2 separate regions of the Bombyx mori genome follow, and region 1 is linked to region 2. Evidence: chromatin contacts called from public Hi-C data. All regions are on one chromosome and are shown on one strand. The core of a region is the stretch at or near the end of the contact, and the rest is flanking DNA. Distances in the headings are between cores, read along the strand shown. Region 1 overlaps LOC101735394 (protein outspread). Region 2 overlaps LOC101735394 (protein outspread).

The links. Hi-C and Micro-C count contacts between places; a contact is called where the count stands out from the background.
Region 1: a contact with region 2 is called in a Hi-C map of midgut, with 1.7 times the contacts expected there. The contact joins two enhancer-like sites. A contact is called at or near these places in 3 of 7 Hi-C or Micro-C datasets (midgut and whole pupa).

Annotation. Positions count from the first base shown.
Region 1 is chr10:2,344,113-2,350,872 of ASM3026992v2, forward strand. The region is part of intron 2 of LOC101735394 (protein outspread); the gene reads right to left. Among protein-coding and RNA genes, the nearest start is that of LOC101735394, 9.1 kb to the right of the region's middle. Within about 2 kb of position 3,014, at least 8 of the 8 cell types and tissues checked have open chromatin away from gene starts, as enhancers often do.
Region 2 is chr10:2,267,327-2,274,393 of ASM3026992v2, forward strand. All of the region lies in intron 2 of LOC101735394 (protein outspread), which reads right to left. All of the region lies in intron 2 of LOC134199463 (a long non-coding RNA gene), which reads left to right. Among protein-coding and RNA genes, the nearest start is that of LOC134199463, 10 kb to the left of the region's middle. Within about 2 kb of position 1,840, at least 5 of the 8 cell types and tissues checked have open chromatin away from gene starts, as enhancers often do.

The DNA.
Region 1 (6,760 bases), core at 1,764-4,263, 78 kb after region 2:
TTAACGGTACGACTAGGGTTGTTAACTGCATCCAATTTTAGAGTTTCAACGGGTCTACGTCAAAAACCAGAAGGAAGTCTGTTTTAGCCACTTATACTGAATGTTTATTATTCTTATTATCTAACACTGGCAGATGAGCTCAACACGTGTCCTCGGTGTTAAGACGTTAGAGGGGCCTATAAACATTACAACGTCAATGCCCATCTTTACGCTCAAGGTTGAGGTCTTAGATTGGTAAAATCCAAACAAGGGCCAGTTATGACTTTGAAAAATATCCCATATATGTATTTATCGTATATAGTAAGTTTACATGCGCTCGATGTCGGATTTTTCGTATGAAAAAAACTCATTGTCCGAATGTATGTTATGACTATCATTAAAATATACAAAATATGTAATTAATTACTATGATATTTGCCAGGCAAAGTCACATTTTTCGAAAGTCTAGCCATTCTACAGAATAAATGTTGAATGTGTACGTTATGTGGATATGAGAAGTATTATTTTACCCGATCGAACAAAATTATAATAAGTTAGTTTGCAGAACAACAGTTTCAGCTTATTGGACGATTTCCTTTTGCTGTAGAAAAATATATAAACAACGTGGCTTAAGGTGCTTTCATAAATATAGTGTTGGCTGTGTGTTTTTGTAACTGACATCAATCTGAAGTGGCATCCCTAAGCATTTCGATTCGTTTCGGTTCTAACAAACCGGCCCGTGTTTTAGATGGGAACATGACCGATAAATATAACATAAAAAGCAGCATTACTTTTTATACGTCACGAATGATGCGTGTTAAATATGTGTTAGTCTGTGTTTTTAGTTTACACTGCAGAGATTTTACTTCTTGGTTGATGAACTCTTTTGAACAGTCATGAAAATCAATACGTGTTTACTCGACGATATAAAGGTACGGACGGTTTAATGCAGGAATAAAGAAAGAAATAAGCGTTTTTATTATTTTCATTTTACAATATCTGTATTTTCAAATGCTTTACAGTTTTCGTGGTCACATACGGCTAAAGCATTAATTAGATCCTAGTAATTTATAAAATTATTGAAAATCATTTTTATACAGAAACATTAACCATTATCTTTAAGTGTGGTTTGTATGAAGTATATTCTATGTTCTATATTGGCAGTGGTTGGTCTAGGCAGTTTCGTTATTCGCTAATCATTACGCAAATTCATATTTTTTCCAGCTTTTTTTAATTTATCGGGATTATATAAAAAGCGACTAGTAATTAAGCACGCGCTCTATAAACGCAATAATTTGGCCGTGCACAATTAGCGCTAAGGCCCGCCTCGCTGTGTCGACTGTTCACGGTCCAATAGTAATTTAAATTACTTTATTAGATAGATAGAAAATTTATTGCACAAAAAACAGGTGCGAATGCTTACTTATCGCTATAGAGTATTATCTAACAGTTAACTTTTGGTAATTATTTTTTATGTGTAAGTTAGTATAATTGGATACTACCAGGAATAATTTAACCTACTAATTAAAACTACTTAGCTCGCATTTAAATTTACACTTATTACATATATGCACACATACATACTTATCTTTCTAGCCATTAACACCAAGTCTCCGCTTCAGTAGTTCGTAGTATTTGAAGCTTTTAAATTGTAAATTGTGTGTAAATTGTTTTTTTTGAAATAATGAACACTAAAATTGTTATTTTTTTTAATAAAGATATATTCAAATAAAGATTTCAATATTTACTATTCGAGAGGTTATTACTAAGAAATGATAGAAAAGATCAAAGTAGTTTGTATAGACTTTTAATAAATTATATGTAAATTTGCAGGAGGCATCGTGACTCGAGAGACGTTAAGGCAATAAAACCTTAAGGAAAAAACAGCCTTTTATTGCACGGATTTAGTAGTCATATCAAAATCACATTGGTGGGCACTTTTTAAAAGTTAACGCTCTTTTAATTTGCTCTTCGTATTAATTATAAAATGTAATTCAGTCGTAAATGTTAGCGTTTAGGAATTTAAACTTCGATTATTAGGAATGTCGATGTCTCTGCTTGTTTTTTTGTTACCAAGCGACAGATAGCAGTTTACTGACGATTCATTGAAATGTCCAAATAAAAAATTGCTATAATCTTCAAACGCAAGCATTACGAAATCACCTTACGATATAATTCTTAAGGCTCGAACACAGGAACAATTTAGACTAGACCATATATTGCAGACATAGTGGCTTTGAATTTAATTCATTGGCTAAACAAACTATTCCGAGATTTGTGACAACAGCAGCCGAGCGAATTGTAACGTGATAATTTGAATAAAGAACATTCTCTTTTAGGGCTCCGTAATCAAATGGCAGAAAACAAAACCCTATTCTGCCTGTCGATGTATTTGGCACAGACACTGTTTTAGGATTTTTCCGCCAAAAAATGTCAATTTTGTGAGGTATACATATTTAAAAACGTCGTTACAGTGTGTTTCTCTGTATTTCTAATATTTAGCTAAACCACCAATACTGAAAATAGTAACGCACCATAGTGATATTATGGTGTATTAAAAACGCCAATTAGTAACATTGTCGATGAGAAAAAAAAACTTTCTAGAAGCTCATTGACTTTACCCGAAACTAATATGAAATTCAGCCAACTAAGATGATTTAATCAGGTGCATTAATAAAACAATGTCACACATTATACTTTACAATTTAAATTTGCCCTGTTTAGAAAAAGAGGAAAAACTGGCATAAAACACGACATCTGACTTGAAGACTATTTTATAAACGGTACATCGGTCCGGAATAAAATGCGAATCGAGATAACATTATTTAGCTCTCGTAGTGTCATGACAAATGAAGAGGTTTTCAAATAGCACGGTTTAATATAAAGATGTTATAATATGCTATCAGGTTACGTTGCGCAGACATTAAGCGCCGTCAAATAGGTGTTGTATGTTTATTTTAATTGTTCGCCTTATCCGGAGTCGCGTTAGCACAGCGACCCACATAATATTGTTATTTAGTGCGGGCAGCCCATTGTGTTACTAACGGTTCGCAGATAGCATTCAAACTTTATTTATCCGACAGTTTTCGTCAGAGCAGTACCCGTTTGTTTTGCTGCTAATTCTCTACTAGCGGGATACCGATATGATCTCTGATGACTCCGCTGTAATCGCCTATCGGTTGACATCAAAGCGAAATTACACAGTAAGGTCATAAAAGCGTTACAACGTTTATTAATTCGGTGTTAAAGGCGACGGCTTCGATTTCTGTTAATGTCGACACACATTAGGCGGGTACACAAAAATGCCAGTAAGGGGCGGGGCTTGCGGCCGTTGCACCTGACGATCTCGCAGGCGCATTCCTCACGCACTCCTTTTTATGCTACACTACAAGTCAGCCCCACCATTCTAGACTGGTCCGTCACTCTCGTCGCACGTTGAAACGCCGTCGATACGTCAACGGAGCTCCCATTACGTCGGTCGTTGTACAGGAACGTACAATTCATTTTTTTTTAAAGTATTCTCGTCTTTGTTGCCCCGTAGTTTGGTTCAAATGGATTTAGGCGCCAGCAACTGTGGTCGTAAACGTTTCAGAATAGTTTAAAGCATGGGAGTCAATATTTACAGTTGTTCGTTTGTAGGTTAGATTTATGATCCCTGTGAGTCCACAGTCGTTTTGTCGGTAGAATTAGCGGGTACACACGAAAAGGCGGTGAATTTTTAATTTGAAGCTTTTGTAAATAATATCAAATTAGAATCAACGCACCAACAGTCCCGTAGAATTTATTAAGTCCATATAATGTGCCTTTGTGATTTTTTGGGAGTCGACGAATTGTTATTAGACTTTTCATTCAATTTACGTAGAAGGTCGATCACGTATGAATGAGTATAAATTGGTTTCAATTCAATCCGCTAAACGTAAAAAATGGATGTCAACAACGTCTAGTTATAGGTATTCGTATTGTGGTATGTTTTAACCGCAAAAAAAACAGGGTCGACATAGCCAACAAAGACATAAAACGAAGACTTCGCAAAACGTTAATTTAGTTAAAACAAATAATGTTCGTGACCCACAATATGCGTGAACCCGCGTTGCGAGAAAGCGGGAAAAGCTAAATTTTCACTTCAACCTGTACTTATTAAGCACAGAACGGTAAATTTTCGCTTGTTCGTCGTTTTAAACGATTTCTTTGAACTTCTGAAATTTAGCATCTAATTTCAAATGGATATAAGTTTTTATATGTTCCAGTTGGTTGAATTAAAAAAAATCAATAAAACCGAGATTACAATATGAAATTGTACAGATAACAAATGCACTCACTGATAACGGACACATTGAATAATAATGTGCGTGTTAATAACAAAATAAATATGAACAATATTAAATAATGTGATCACATACGCCCTTTTCTTTTGTTGACGATTAATTTTATTGACGTGATTGTTAATAGTGCGGCTATTGGGTGGAGCATCGACCCTAGAGTTGGTTTCACGATTTTTGTTAACGACGCGACGCGAGAATTTACAGCGTTTGTTTTATCCAAAATTTACTGATGTTTAATTTCGCGTTAGCTCATGCCATTAAAAATGATAAGATTAATTGCGCTTGATCTGTAGAAACCATCAGACTGTCGGTCTACGAGTCATCGAGGAGGTTGAGCCTGTGTTCGCAGACTGGGAACCGTAATCAAGATGGTCTCACCTTCAGACTGGCGCAAACGCTGACGTGTCACGGCTGTTTTGGTAGTACTCAAAAGGTATTACCGCCATGGAGCCGACGATGGAGTTTCACCATTGTGGCACGATGATACGGCGAAGCATACGTTCGCAGCGTGTACAGCCTTACGGGAGCAACGTCGTGTTCTCGGCGGTCAAATAGGACCGGACTTATCGATTTTCGTGGCTTTGATATTCGCCAGCGACAGCTCAACATCTGAGAGTCCACCACGTTCCGCCGTTCGACTGGGGGCAGGAAGATGACCAACGCTCAGCTCCAGTCCCTCTGTATGAGGTCACGGTTCGGAGCGACCGAGGCCGAGTTCCTGCGGCGGCCTACTTGCACTCTAACGTGCCGTAAAGTTGATATTAAGAAGTGGAAAGTTGGCGGTATATCGCGTTCCGACACGACAAGTTGTTTCTGGTCCAACGGCCTGGGCGACCTGATGGGCCACCGATGACAATGGCCGACAAAGACGATTTCTTCGTAATAAGGTGACAATATACAAAATTTGCATACGTCCGGTCATGACCTATGCCAGTTTAGTGTCCGCTCACGCGGTCCGCACTAACTTAAAGCCCCTTTAACCTGTCGGTCAAGCACAGTGGTTCGTGAGAAACACGGATCTCCACGATGTTATGGAGCTGGACTCCATCAGTAGGTGTCTTCAGTTGGCATCAGTGCGGCATTTCGAGCGGCGCGATACGAAAACCCTCATGTCCTGGCCGCCAGAAACTACATACTCGATCCTGTGGACCGAATGGTAAACAGTCCACATCGCCTTAAGCACGTCATTTCGGATCCTCCCGATCCACTATCGATGCTTTTAGGTACCTCAAGCACCGGTTACCGTTGCTTGAACCCGTCGCTGACGACGAAGGGTTCGGCGAGTAAATTAACCTACAGACACAGCTCACTGAATTTCTCATCGGATCTTCTCAGTAGGTCGCGTTTCCGATCCGGTAGTAGATTCTAGAAGCTCTTGCTAGGGCTAATGTTAACAACATCACCAGGTTAGAGCCCCGTGGGCTCATCTAATCGTTCTGTGAATCTAGCATGAGCCCTCGAGGTTACTAGAATAGGGAAAAAAGCGATTTTGCCAATGACTATCGCTCAGGCGTCCTTCAGGTAGCCGAGTGTGTGGTTGTAATTTTGACCGCGAACGCAACTAGTATCTCTCCCGAGCGAGATTCAGACGTTCAAGCCAAGTTGCAGGAGAGTCGTTTAATGGTTGGCTTCAGTAGTCCCAGATACCCCGGACGGCCGAATCTCGTAGGAAATTCGCAAGCCGGTCACAAGAAAAGAACCGATTTGTTTAAATGATCATTTTTGTGGTCTTACGATGCGTTTTTTTACGTAAAATATATTAAATACCATCTTTTTTATATAAAAAAATAAAATCTGATAAAAAAATCGGTACATTTGTAATAAATAGGTATATATTTACATTCATTCAACTTTTCTTAGAAAGAAACTTCAACTTTCTCCGGCGTCTTTAGCACAAGTGAACAAATAAAAGAAATTAGCATTTCTTTAATATGTCTCATAGCGTTTAACAACAATCATTATCCATGTTATTATCGGCGCGTCACCTGCGCATGCACATCCAAAATGGCGCGCACCACTATGCTTCGTTAGTGAAGCATTTGTCAAGATAATTGTCCGAATGTAACAATACTCAGGCTGACATTTCCATCTATATACGACCATAATTGTGTTTGAACAATCTTTATTTATAGTACAGCAAGGTCGATATTCGGAAGTAAATATTTTGTATTATGCAGAATGGTATGGTTTTTCATGAGTAGCCTTGGCTTTGACATCGCGTCACGTGCAGCCAAAACGGATCGTTTTGTAAAATCACCTTGACAAACGACTGGCGTTATTAGTTAATTTAAGCTAATATGTAAACCATCAAAATACTTTAAATGGTAACCGATCCATTCATACGCCAAAGTCGTACAATATTAAATTAATTTTATTCGGGAATCCACATTTTAATGTTGTACATTTACTTAATATCAATAATTTTTTTTTAAATACACAACGTAAAATTAGCGGCCAGC
Region 2 (7,067 bases), core at 590-3,089:
ACGAAATAAAGTTAATCCAATCCTAAATTCACTCTGTTTAATTGCGTAACCTAACCAAAACTATGGCTAGATTTATATGGCTAGATTAAATATTACGCCCATTAAAAATATCGTTCATGTTAAATGTTTTATAAGTACAGTTTAATTAAATATCACCCATCAAGTCTTGAGATGCAGTTCCGTTAAGAGGTGAGGCTCCGACACAAATGCAATAACTTTGGTAACGTCCAAGAAAATGCATTCTACGGACTCAAATTACCGGGTATTTCATAGTAAAACGCCCGCAGGATGCAATAAATAGCAATCAAAATCGATCACGAAGCTCGACGCGTGCGCGCTGAATCAACTAATTAGAAGTTTAAAATCGGATCTTGACAATTACGGTGATTTCATTGAGACTAACGATAATTATCGATCACAAGCTTTACAAGTAATAAAATTTGGGAAGCAGTAATACGTTTCGGTTTGAAGGGCGGGGCAGCCGTTGTAACTATACTTGAGACCTTAGAACTTATATGTCAAGGTGGGTGGCGCATTTACGTTGTAGATGTCTATGGGCTCCAGTAACCACTTAACACCAGATGGGCTGTGAGCTCGTCCACCCATGTAAGCAATAAAAAAAAGCTCATTTTTTTCCGTAACTACGATTATTTTGAGTATGAATTTATCAGAAAATCGTATCAAACCGAGAAGAGGGTGTTTCGAAAACCTTGGCTCTAAAGTGGAATATATAGATGAATAAATCTTTAGGGTAGCACCGTTTAATATAAAATGTTGGTCAAAACCATTTAATAATGAGACGGAGCTTGTAATATTGCCAAAACATGTCATTGTGTGCCTGTTTCCCTACTCCCACCACCAGGGTAAGAAAAAGAGCACCTTCAAAAAGAGTAATGGTTATTAAGATATTTCAATTCATTCATTTCCATTTCAGTACAGTTGCCTTTTTCAATCTGCATATTTGTTGAACTAACAATTATTATTCCAACAGTAGGGTGTGCAAATTCATTGAATCAAAATAAAGCGGTCCTGTTATTTACGTTATGTATTTCGCCATAACTGAATACAATTGAAACCTTTATTGACCGTCACATCGGTTAATTACAACTACACTGTGTAATTTAATCTTTGACCCGGCCGTGACCTTGTCTCGCGCTGATCTCTGGCTGCAGGTAGATCACGTTTAGCGGCCCGCGTGGGATGTGACATTCACGATAGTAAAGTATTAACTTAAGTATGATTGAAAAGATTATATTCTTAATTTAGTCACGAGTAAAATGAATGTTGCATTCTTTTTTTCTTTTTCGGGAATAAATTTAATAAATTTGTCACCCACCTTGCGGTAATTTGGAAAGCCTTAGGTTCAACTTTATCAGGATAACAGGAATACAATCTCAACAAAACATACGCTTACGTAACATACCACTATGGGGAAGAATTTTTAGCTAGAGCGAGTTGAAGTCACAATACACTCAACTATTAAAATGCTTGGCCTGCTTTGCTATTGCTTTTATGATAGTCATGGGAAAAATATTAACATTACAAATCTTGTTATTTATTTGGCAAAATAACGGCATAGAAATTCTGGCGAAATATAATATAGCATCAGGTATCAAAACATCAAAGTTCATAAATAATAAAATAACAAACGAAAGGCAATAGTTTTAACGGAAAACATTACACAAATTAATTGTACAACTTACATTACAACAACTTGTATTAATAACTTCCTAAAACGAAGAACGTTGCCGCTATCGCCGCGTACAATAAATTTGTCGCATAAATCGTAATGCAATAGGCTGGCAGCCCCAAAGGGACCGTTACTGCGCACGCGCGGGAAATATGGGCGCGCGAAAATCGTAAACATGGCGGCCGAGTACGCCCGTGTCTAACGACGACAGACTGTGCGGGTACTTTCAGCAAATAAAATTAGTCAGCGCTATCAGCATGAAAAGTCGTAAAATCGAATTTGATAGCGCTTTTTTTTTATTTTTTTTTTATTGCTTAGATGAGTGGACGAGCTCACAGCCCACCTGATGTTAAGTGGTTACTGGAGCCCATAGGCATCTACAATGTAAATGCGCCACCCACCTTGAGATATAAGTTCTAAGGTCTCAGTACAGTTACAACGTCTGCCCTACCCTTCAAACCGAAACGCATTACTGCTTCACGGCAGAAATAGGCAAGGCGATGGTACCTACCCGTCCGGACTCACAAGAGGTCCTACCACCAGTAATTACGTAAATTATAATTTTGCGGGTTTGATTTTTATTACACGATGTTATTCCTTCACCGTGGAAGTCAACTGTGAACATCTGTTAAGTACGTATTTCATTAGAAAAATTGGTACCTGCCTGCGGGATGCGGCATCTTACCCTTTAGGCCACGACGACTTTAAAGTATTGAATGTAAGCATCGAGCCATTTATTTAATTTTTCGATCATAATGGTGCAAAATCTGCAAAAAATATAAGTACAACGGATTTAAATGGTATAAATTGCAGGTTTGAGATCAGTGTGCTTAGTGCGAGTTTTTTAACTTCCCGATCGCGTAAATGTTAACCCAAATTTGTATGGAGTTGACATCTCCCTTCGTTTACCGCTAGGGGGCGCTGTTCCAACTCCATACAAATTTGAGTTAACTTTTACGCGATCGAGAAGTTCAAAAATACGCACTAACCACACGGTTCAAATAAAGATTAACTAGGTGTGCATTGTTCAAAAAAAAACCATTTTTAGGAACTTTAAACTTTTTTGATTTTGACTAAAATTAATATTTTTAACTATCTATGACTTTGATACGATTGCTACTATACTTAAGGTACCCACATACAGAAATACATGTATTTTTATTTATATAGATTGTAATAAAGCCATTTTTTCTCCAGTGCATTAAAGTTTCATAGGATCAACTTATTAAAAGTCCTCATTAAGTAATACATAAAAGTAACACTGATAGGAAGTATGTTAGACAAAAATATCTCGCAAGTCTGCTAACTTTTAGTATCGGATTTAACCTTACAATCAATTTTTCAGCTTATTTTCACAATTTACAGTTTATTTTCGTACTGCGTAATTTCGAAATGGCGTTATTTTTATAACATGAAATGCTTATACCTTATCATAACACGCCGATATATTCACATGATGCTTTTGTGTACATACTGGTCGTAAACACATGTTGTTAATACACCGTGTCATATATCCGACTGCCTAATAATTTGTTTTGAAAAAGGTCGTAAGTACACACACTGCTAATACAGAAAACCTTCCTTTACGTCATCGGGATTAGGTATGTCCGGTTTTTTGAGGTCTTACATGAAATTAATATTATTATTGCTTACAAAAGTATTTGAATTGTTCTCTAAAGATGAAAAAGACAAACTCATTTCAAATAAAACGCTAGAAGTTGCTCGAAAATTCGGGTAACTATTAAAGATTTTTGTTTTCAATTATTCTTTTTTTTTGTTATTGTTTAGAATGGTGGACGAGCTCACGGCCCACCTGGTGTTAAGTGTTTACCAGAGTCCATAGACATCTACAACGTAAATGCCGTCACTCACCTTGAGATACTTGCGGACTCACAAGACGTCCTATCACCAGTCAAAATTATGCGCACAAAAATCTCATCCATAGAATGTCTGATGTATCAAAATGCAATAAAAATTCGGACAATGAACACGAAGGCACACTTTGTGACATTTCTCGGTATTGCATATGGTAGGCAGCGGCTTGGCTCTGCCCCTGGCATTGCTGAAGTCCATGGGCGACGGTAACCACTCACCATCAGGTGGGCCGTATGCTCGTCTGCCTACAAGGGCAATAAAAAAAAAAAAAAAAAAAAAAAATTCACAGGTCATAGTTTTATATTGCCAATTACTAATTCCATAAAACACACACGCTGTACATTTAACGGCTCTCGAAGTATTAAAACGTGATACGAGCTTTCAATCTGAAAGCACAATAAAGTTAGCACTCGAAGATTTGTATTGCTGTTTGATGGCGTTTTGGCGCCACACAGTTAGTTCCCAAGAAATACTGTAAATTGATTTTAAATTTCATAATGGAATAACAAGACTGTTTAATTTTAATTGCGTGATATTTTAATATAAACTTTACATTTAAAATAGTAGCATTTTGATCGTGATGATCCAAAACCTACGAATAATAATAATAACACTTTATTTAACACCATATGTACAGAGTGAGCAAATAAAACAAATAATAGTCGGTGACATAAATTGGCGGCCTTATCGCTGAAAGCAATTTCTTCCCGGCAACCTTGCAGGGAGAGGAATAAGGGAACTGGACGGTGCTATATCATAACAAACTTACATAAAAATATATACTTATATACACATGTGAAAAATAAATACAATATAAGATAGACTTACACAAGATTAAATATGCAAGTAAATACAAAATAAGTAGCAACTTGTACAGTTATATTGTAGGAGCCGTATAATTGTGCAAGGTAGTGCCATTTTAATCTGAATTTAAATATTTCTACTATAATATTTAAACGATTGTTTGATGTTTAATGCGAATACTTGTTTCATCAAAGAAATATGTTTAATATTCGATGGCTTCGGATATTACAAAAAGATACTGTTGACAATATTTTCAATAACAGTCGTCATATCGAAAGTCCAATGTAAATACAATCTCGGGTGCTTCCAAAAAGTCTATTTTAGTGTTCGCAAAATGCGAGATTTACTGATTATCTTTATAACAGGTTGAATAACATGATATGAGTCGACTATTATCAAAGCCGGCAATCTGACTTTTGAACAATGATTGGTAAATCAGAAAAACGAATTATTGACTTTGTATTCCATTGGCAGTCACAAAACTCTTCGGAGCGACATCTTAGATAAATAACAGGTTAACTATTAACCTTTATTTAATGCAGGTTTTGAACCGTATTCTTTGAAGGAGACGATTATATTCAAATCAATCTGTATTGACATATCAATAAATTTTTTTTGTCCAAATGCACAGATTGCCACCTTTGATAATAGACGACTCATATAGTACAATGCGTGCTAATAAAGTCGTGAAAAAAAATCGTTCGACTTCTACGCTCTTTATGACTGTATTGAATCTTTGTAGTTCTTTTTGCGGCTCTAGGGAAGGTTTCGGTCATAGTACTATCAGCGTACGATAAGTGGTGCGCGAGTAGTTTCAAGGGACCGATTTCAAGTATCGTTTTAGTAGGGTGTAACAATGATTCAGTATGCTTAGTGCGAATCTTTTAACGTTCTCGATAACGTAAAAGTCAAATTTGCATGGAGTTGGAACGTTTCCCTACGTTTGTCACTAGGGGCGCTGTTCCAACTGCATATTGTATGACTGCATATGTGTGCAACTCCTTACAAATTCGAGTTAACTTTTACGCTATCGAGAACGTTAAAAACTCGAACTAAGCACACAGTTGTAAAAACTTGCTTAGTGAGGTGCTTTAAGAACACAATATGGTTCCTGTTTCAGTTAAAATCGAGTTGCTGTTACAATTATCCGCAATGCTAAACAATTTCAAAATGCCCATAATAATTTTAGCTGTTGCACCCGCAAGAACTACTTTTTATTTCGGTTCCATGGCGTAAGTTAGTCACGAACGACTCGTGCACGACATTCGGTTTTTATTTTTCTTACCGATTTAATTGCACTATTGCTCGCGATTGTAGTGGAATTTGATACAATTAATGTATCTAGTCCCTGTATAGCTTATAATTTGTGGATTGTTTTGTTTGTATGTTTGTTATTATAGACAATTTTAATGACAGTATATTTTTGTGATGTACATTTTTAATAAATTCGCCAGTTTAATAGGTGGTGCGACCTTGCGTGAACTGTGGAATGCTTCTCGTGTTGTTGTTAACGTAAACTGTTCAATATTAACATTAAAGATAGTAAAAAGCATCGAAGATAATAAAATAGTTTGAAGAAATACGGGTCTTGTGCGTATCGGTTCCAAAAAAACAAAATGATTTATGAGGATATTAAAATTTATGAACACAGATTTTTAATTAATGAATCTTATAAAGACACATATTCCGTTAAATATTGGTATTTATAAACATCACAAACCAAAATTTTCTCGATCCATCCATTCTGAAAATCCCAATAAAACCTTCGACTTTCGTTCGCGGCAACATATGTACTTTCGCCTTTACCTAAAAAGTCTAGATCTACGATCTAACAAAGCATTTTTTTGTACTAAACATGCAAATTCATTTGACCCTTTAATCTCTTCAATTACGACAACCATATGAGTCGACTATTATCAAAGGCGGCAATCTGACTTTTGGACAATGATTGGTAAATCAGAAAAACGAATTATTGACTTTGTATTATATTGGCAGTCACAAAACTCTTCGGAACGACATCTTAGATAAATAACAGGTTAACTATTAACCTTTATTTAATGCAGGTTTTGAACCGTATTCTTTGAAGGAGACGATTATATTCAAATAAATCTGTATTGACATATCAATAAAATTTTTTTGTCCAAATGTACAGATTGCCACCTTTGATAATAGACGACTCATATATGCGTTTGTCGGTGAAATAATGACACGTCAAAATAAATGGTAATTTAAAAAAGAATCTTATCTGATTCTTCCTGTTGCACTTTATTCAAAAAAATGTTTTGACGAGCTTTTGTATGGTTATCATTAAAAGTTAAGGATCGCAGCAAATGGAGGGAAATTGCACATGAGAGAATAATGCAGCGGGGGGGTCACAACCTTTAATAAAGCAAAGCAAAGCGACGCAAGGAGAAGGAGTATCATTAGACGGTCAGCTACAAAAATAGCCGGTGCATTTAAAAAAAAATCCTTGACAAACAAAGTGAATTGAACTGCTTCTAGTGGTCGGCATTGCTAATTTCAGCAGCAATTGATATGGTAGTTTAGTAGATATGCTAATTTCAGCAGCAATCTTCATTATTGAATTCGAATGCTTTTAAATAGTTTAATTTTCGTGGACACGACCAAAAAAAAAAGCCTCCAGTCGTAATTTAACGTTTGAGGGTCATGACCACCTCGTCCTTACAATGTTCTGCCA